2 separate regions of the Cricetulus griseus genome follow, and region 1 is linked to region 2. The links are chromatin contacts, called in public Micro-C maps. All regions are on one chromosome and are shown on one strand. Each heading gives the region's core, a stretch centred on a gene start, on an enhancer-like site or on the middle of the called end of the contact. The rest is flanking DNA. Distances are from core to core; before and after follow the strand shown.

Region 1 (3,405 bases), core at 872-3,371, 82 kb after region 2:
CTTCTGCTCAGCGTTGTTGCACTTGCTTAGATCTGAGTGTCTTCAGGTCCCAGCAGCAAGCTGTCCCTAGCACACATAGGGATCTGCTCGCGTCTAGCACTGCCTGAAGTCAGTTGTATGTTGCCTGGCTTTGTGCTGAACTTGGCCTCTGCACAGACCTCATTTCCTCTTCAGATGTAGGATTTCAGTGCCAGCTGTTGCCCTGGTGTAACCTGCTGTAAAAGAAGCCCACTGCTTCTCTTCAAAGACCAGGGGGACCAGGAAAGGCTGGGTGCAGAGTCCTATGTGGGCACCGTGGACATGGCTGAAGAAATGCTTCTATTATAGGATCGCGTGGCTTCTTTGCCTCTGGCTCCCACCACATCTTAGGGCTTTATGCCAGGCTTAAAGTTGAGGTCCAGGAACCCTTAGAGTTCCTGTTCTCCACAGAAAAGTTACGAACGAGGTTAAGACTGTAGAGTTAGGAGTATACAATTAGCGAGATGTTCTGGTGTCCCTAATCCATAGGAGTGTGGTTGGTTGTTCTCAGTCCTTCCTGTGGTCATGGGGGTGGGGAGTGGGGGGTAGGGTGGCGTGGGGGTGTCATAGGGGTTGCTGGCTCTGGAAAAGCACCACTGATGCTTTTGGTTTAGGGGTCTCTGCAAAGCTTCCTGGAGTGTGGGGGCTGATAGAGGGGAACGCCACCTCCCTGGAGGAGCAGGAGGAGTGTCCACCCCAAAGCCAAAGGCTACTTACTAGAAAGAGTTTTCCTCATGTCTATTTTCTCATGTGCTGCCAGACATGGCAAGGCATTCAGGAGGCAGAGGCAGGAGGATTCTGAGATGCAGGCCAACCTGGACTACGTAGTGAGATGCTGTCTCAAATCTGAAATTGCCACCTCCTTCTAGGAATATGAACTTGCAAAGAATTGTCCCGTTTTCGGAATTGCAATGAAAAGGATGCCCACATTCAGCTGACCCAGGAAATGTACCCTCTTCAGATCTGTCACGCAACACTCTTTGACTATTTTTCTTACTCTGAAACAGCAGAAAACTGAAGGGATTGTTGTTTTATTTATTTTTGGGCTCTTAACATTTATTTATTCATTTTTTTGTGTGCATGTGTAGAGGCCAGAAGCCAACTTGAGGGGGAGGGCTTTTTTCCTTCCCTCATGTGGGTTCTGCCAAAGCAGGGCCTTCGGCTTGGCAGCAGCACCCTCACCTGCTGAGCGTCGTGCAGGCCTCCATTGTGTTTCTAACAGATTAAGATGGCCAAGTGCACGGAGCCTTTTCATATCCTGGCTAAATTTTGTTGTTCGTGTTCCATCCTTAATACCTTTGTGAAGTGGATCATTCATTAACTGTTCAAAACAAGCCGTTTATTTAAAAAGGAGAGCCCACATTTAGGAATCTTGGCAAGCAGCCGACGGGCTAATTTGGGTTGCATTAAGAAAATTAAAAGAATAAATAATCTTGGAAATGAGTGACACTGACTCGGTCTCTCTCTTTTGCCCTCCTAGAGCCTGGGTTCCAATCAATAATTGCTACCTCATGTCTAAAGAAATCCCCTTTTCTGTGAAAAAGACTAAAAGTATCTTCAACAGCGCCATGCAAGAGATGGAAGTTTACGTGGAGAACATACGGAGGAAGTTTGGAGTTTTTAATTATTCCCCATTCAGGACGCCCTACACGCCCAATAGCCAGTACCAAATGCTGCTAGATCCTAGCAACCCCAGCGCCGGCACTGCCAAGACAGACAAACAGGAGAAAGTGAAGCTCAATTTTGACATGACAGCATCCCCCAAGATCCTCCTGAGCAAGCCCCTTCTGAGCGGCGGCGCAGGCCGCAGAATCTCCCTGTCCGACATGCCACGCTCCCCCACCAGTACGAACTCTTCTGTGCACACGGGCTCCGATGTGGAGCAGGACCCCGAGAAGAAGGCCCCATCCAGCCACTTCAGCGCCAGCGAGGAGTCCTTGGACTTCCTTGATAAGAGCACAGGTCAGCCCCAGTTGGGAGAGTGGGGTAGGAGGCTGCTTGGTGCACTCTGGTTCCTTGGGTGACTCACCCATGGGTTCAAGCAGGCAGGTCACCACAGCCTTGTAAATGAGTAACCAGATCCCAGACACAAGGGAAGTATTCCCAAAGGGGTGGAGACGGGCAGAAACCCTGCAGGCTCAAGGTCAATGTCAAGGCCTCTTAGCTGTTCACAACAGCGTTCTGTGACTTTTGTCTCATTCCTTTGTACTTAGAAGTTTAGTTTTTGACACGTTCATGGTAAGGTTAGCTCAGGTGTTATGAGAAACAAGGTGGAACTGGTCTCCCTGCCCAGTTACTGTGCCCCCTGTCAAGGTTGCATTTTGGAGATGACGCTAGTGTCTATTGCTAGTATCTATTCCCAGGCCTCACACTCAGCGGATGTGGCTTTGGACCACATATTTGATGTCTTTACGCCTTAGTCTTCCCACGGTTGCCATGACAGCCCTAACTGGCTGCCTATAGGCTCTCTTGTGGACAGAATGAGTCAGGACCCACAACAGGACATGAGCAGTACCCAGAAGTGTTGGCCATGGAACTATTTTTTCCTGGTGATTTCTAATCTGCTCTCTCCATGGATTTCAGAAGATGTACAACGAGGGGGTGACTTAAGTAGAGCTCTTTCTTCACAAAATTGAACCGCATATTTCATATTTGCGAATTTTATATTTCTGAGATGGTGCAGGCTGTTCTCTGACTGATGCTCCCGCCTCCATCTTCCAGGTGCTGGGATTACAGGTGGGCTCCACCACAATTGCTCTTTTAAAAATTGGCTTGGAGTTAGTGTGTAATAAAATAAAGCATCATGTACAAGCTCCCATTTGCTCTCCTGTTCTGCATTTCAAAAAATAGTTTTATAGGAATGTAAGAATGCCTGTTGTTTAATTTAGTGTCTGTCTTCTCTTGGGCATGACATCAAGCTTTGTGACAAAATTCCTTTTCTGTTTTTTAAAGGTGAGAGCTTAGACTTCAAAGTCCCTATCCTAAAAATACACAACCAGCCTTACTTTATTTTTATATGGCCACCTTATAGGGTTAGCAAATGTCTCAGACATGATGGGGTGAGAAGGTTGTGTAGGTAGAGGTAAGGAGGATCAGGAGTTTGAAAGGGGTAGCCTTGACTACATAAGAGCCTATCTCAAAAATACTAAAAACAAAACAAAACCCTCAAAAAAGAAAAAGGGGTGACATTCAGAATTGTTTCATTGTCACAAATTGTACCCCTACCCGTGTGGGGCCCACAACAGACATTTTGGGGGTAGGTTCTGTGTTTTGGTCATGGCTGCTGCAGCTGTCGACACTGGTACTGAGTTTCAATAAAACTTTATTGGTGTTGTTTGGTGAACACTGAAGCCTGAAGTGTATGCTTTAAGAATTATTGAATTGGGC
Region 2 (3,651 bases), core at 402-2,901:
GAGATGGCTCAAAGGTTAAGAGTACTGGCTGCTCTTCCAGAGGTCCTGAGTTCAATTTCCCAGCAACCACATGGTGGCTCACAACCATCTGTAATGAGATCTGGTGCCCTCTTCTGGCCTACAGGCATTCATGCAGGCAGAACACTATACTTAATAAATGAATAAATTTTGATTTATTACATTACAGATCTCATTACAGATGGTTGTGAGCCACCATGTGGTTGCTGGGAACTGAACTCAGGACCTTTGGAAGAGCAGTCAGTGCTCTTAACTTCTAAGCCATCTCTCTAACCCCCAATGAATAAATCTTAAAAAAAAAATTAAAAGTGAAGCTGGGTGGTGGTGTGCACACACCTTTAATCCCAGCATTTGGGAGGCAGAGGCAGGCAGATCTCTGTGAGTTCGAGGCCAGCCTGGTCTACAAATCGATTTCCAGGATAGGCTCCAAAGCTACAGAGAAAACCTGTCTAGAAAAACCTAAAAAATAATTTTTTAAATGAGCCAACGTAGTAGTAAAATGGGTGTTTTGTTTGTTTGTTTGTTTGTTTTTTCTTTTTTGGTTTTTTGAGACACGGTTTCTCTGTGGCTTTGGAGACTGTCCTGGAACTAGCTCTTGTAGACCAGGCTGGTCTCGAACTCACAGAGATCCGAGTACCTCTGCCTCCCAAGTGCTGGGATTAAAGGCGTGCGCCACCAACGCCCGGCTTGTTTGTTTTTTTTTTGAGACACGATTTTATTTAGTGTGTGTGTGTCTGTGTGTGTGTGTAGATGGAAAGACAAGCCCTACGAGCTGGGGAACTCTCCTTCTATTAGTGGGTCCCAGGGAATAAACCCAGGTCCTTAGTCTTGGCAGCAGGGCACCTCCAAACAATGAACTCTCACCTACTGCAGTAAAAACTTTTGAATTAACAATAGGACAACTGGCTAGGTTAGGTGGTTGTGGCACACACCTTTAATCTTAGCACTCAGGAGGCAGAGGCAGGTAGATTGACGAATTTGAGGCCAGCCTGTTCTACAGAGTGAGTACCAGGACATCCAAGACTACACAGAAAAACCCTGTCTCAAAAAACCAAATGAAAACAAAACAAAACAATAGAACCCCTGCCTTAGCCTGCTGAGTACTGGGATTACAGGCCTCAACCACCAGGACTGTCAAGTTGTTCCCTCTTTGCAAGTGTGTAGGCAAAGTTCATGTAGCTTGCCATCTTCAGGGCCAAAATCCAGGATCAGACATCTGTTTTACTTCTGCAGCCCGGTGGCAAATGGAGTCATGGCAGGAATATGTTTGAAAGGGATAATGTGGGAGGCAGGAAGCCTGAGAGCCCAAAGTGGGGAATTTGTTTTGTTTATTTCTATGTCCTCAGGGTGAGGCTGGCACCCAGCAAACACTGGGCCTCAGATAACATCTGGGCAATGAACTAGATAGCCCAGCTTCCAAAGCAGAATCAGTGTTGGGGGACTTCTAAACCTCCCAAAGAACTAGGTGAGCTTGGCCTGACTTCCTCAGCAAGATCCTGGGCAAGGTCAAAGGTGAGAGCCTGATCAGCTGTGCCTTCCAAGTCCTAGTTCCTGGAGTCCCCAGGGCCTGTCCACACCCTTCCTCTGCATTCCTCAGCGCTGTAGTCCCCACCTCCTTTCAACACCCTGCGTTCTGTCTGAGGATGGAATGGGCTGAATAATATTTTCCATGTTCTCAATGAGACCCAAGAATGGGCATGACTCAGAGAAGAACCCCGCCTGCCAGAAGCAGAACACTGATCCTCCACCAGGGGGCGCCATGTGCCCACAGTCCCTGCTTTCTGAAGTCGTTTGCTGGCTGGCTTGAGGTGTATTGGTTGACCCTGGCTGGACACAATCAACTTTCTGGTCCCAGAAGGAACTAGATTACACAGGTTCCCTTTTGCTTTAGAAGATCAATGTTGAGACCCACACTCTGTCTGTATGATCCATGCCCCCCTTGGAACTTGTATTATCTGTTATTATTGGTGAAATGGTGTCAGTAACAACTCCATTGGGTAGTTGTAAGCATGTAATCAGAAACAGAATCTTTCAGGCATCAGGCTGTCCACTGTTAGAGCAATTAACTTGGAGCAGTAGCTCTCAGGGAAGTGCCAACAAAGCTCTCAGCCTAGACATCCAGCCACACACCAGACATCAAACCCAGGACCTAGCACATGCTAGGCAAGTGCTCTACCGATGAATTCCAGCCCCTCATCACCCCTCCCCTTTTTAGAGACAAGGTCTCTCTGTATAACACTGGCTGTCCTGGAACTCACTCTGTAAAACAAGCTGGCCTCGAACTCACAGAGATCCACCTGCCTCTGCCTCCAGAGTGCTGGGATTAAAGGTGTATTTTAATCACACTTGACCATTTTACAATTATTGGTTTTCTGAGACACGGTTTCTCTGTGTAGCTTTGGAGCCTGTCCTGTGGAACTTGCTCTGTAGATCAGGCTGGCCTCAAACTCACTGAGATGAATGCTGGGATTAAAGGCATATGTCACCACCGCCCGGCCCCAGGTGTCTGTCTTAATTGCTGAGCCAACTCTCTAGTCCAATAATGAATGTTGTAAATTGTTTGTTTGTTTGGTTGGTTTTTCGAGACAGGGTTTCTCTGTGGCTTTGGAGGCTGACCTGGAACTAGCTCTTGTAGACCAGGCTGGTCTGGAATTCACAAAGATCCGCCCGCCTCTGTTTGCCGAGTGCTGGGATTAAGAGTGTTGTAAATTGAAGGAAATTGGGAGAAGTATGGAAGAGCAGCTGTGTTCTGTGTTCTGTCATCTGCTTCTGGCTTTGAAGCAGGACAGGGATGAACTGCTGACCCAAGAACTCAGGCAGGAAGCTCCTGCCCTGCACATAAAGAGCAATGTTCCTGTGACTGCATTACTCAAAGAGGCCAGAAGAGGGCACCAGATCCCCAAACTGAAGTTACAATTCTTGTGAGCATCCCCAACAGAGACCCATATTCCAATATTCCACCCCTCTGAAAGAGCTGAGCCCTTGCTTCAGGTCCAAATTAAAAAAAAAAAAGGAGGAGGAGGAGGAGGACTGGAGATGTAGGTCAGTTGTTGGAGTTGGGAGCATTCACAAGGCCGTGGGTTTGAGCCCCAGCACCAGGGAAGACCAGTGGCACAGTGGAGCACTCAGGAGACAGAGGCAGGAGGATCAGCTCCCTGGCAAGCCAGCCCAGCTCCAGCTTCCGTAGAGAGCAAGAGGAAGACACTGCGTGCATGCATATACCCACAGGTACATGCGTGCACTCCCCAAACACACACAAAGCAAAAGTAAAAATAAATGAATAGCTTTCTTGCTCCCTGGCCTTCGTGGCAGCTGCTCTTGACTGGGGGCTGTGCCACACCTAAGGCGGGAAGATGGTGGCTGCAAAGAAGACAAAAAAGTTTCTGGAGTCCATCGACTCTAGGCTCCAGCTTGTTATGAAAAGTGGGAAGTACGTGCTGGGATACAAACAGACCCTCAAGATGATCAGGCAGGGCAAAGTCAAGTTGGTTATCCTTGCCAACAACTGCCCGGCTTTGAGGAAATCTGAAATAGAATACTATGCCATGTTGGCTAAAACCATCACTACAGCGGCAATAACATTGAATTGAACACAGCATGTGGAAAATACTCCAGAGTATGCACACTGGCTAT

Evidence for each region. Hi-C and Micro-C count contacts between places; a contact is called where the count stands out from the background.
Region 1: a Micro-C map of the CHO-K1 cell line shows a contact between it and region 2, with 4 times the contacts expected there. The contact joins two enhancer-like sites. A contact is called at or near these places in 5 of 8 Hi-C or Micro-C datasets (the CHL-YN cell line, the CHO-K1 cell line, fibroblasts and 1 more).

Annotation. Positions count from the first base shown.
Region 1 is chr6:13,591,565-13,594,969 of CriGri-PICRH-1.0, forward strand. Zmynd8 (protein kinase C-binding protein 1) reads left to right here. Exons shown (of 23, transcript XM_027423393.2): 11 at 1,499-1,980. Among named protein-coding and RNA genes, the nearest start is that of Zmynd8, 56 kb to the left of the region's middle. Within about 2 kb of position 2,122, at least 3 of the 6 cell types and tissues checked have open chromatin away from gene starts, as enhancers often do. A contact at or near this core is called in the CHO-K1 cell line and fibroblasts, where this site is marked.
Region 2 is chr6:13,510,275-13,513,925 of CriGri-PICRH-1.0, forward strand. It overlaps the pseudogene LOC100751552. Among named protein-coding and RNA genes, the nearest start is that of Zmynd8, 26 kb to the right of the region's middle. Within about 2 kb of position 1,652, at least 4 of the 6 cell types and tissues checked have open chromatin away from gene starts, as enhancers often do. A contact at or near this core is called in the CHO-K1 cell line and fibroblasts, where this site is marked.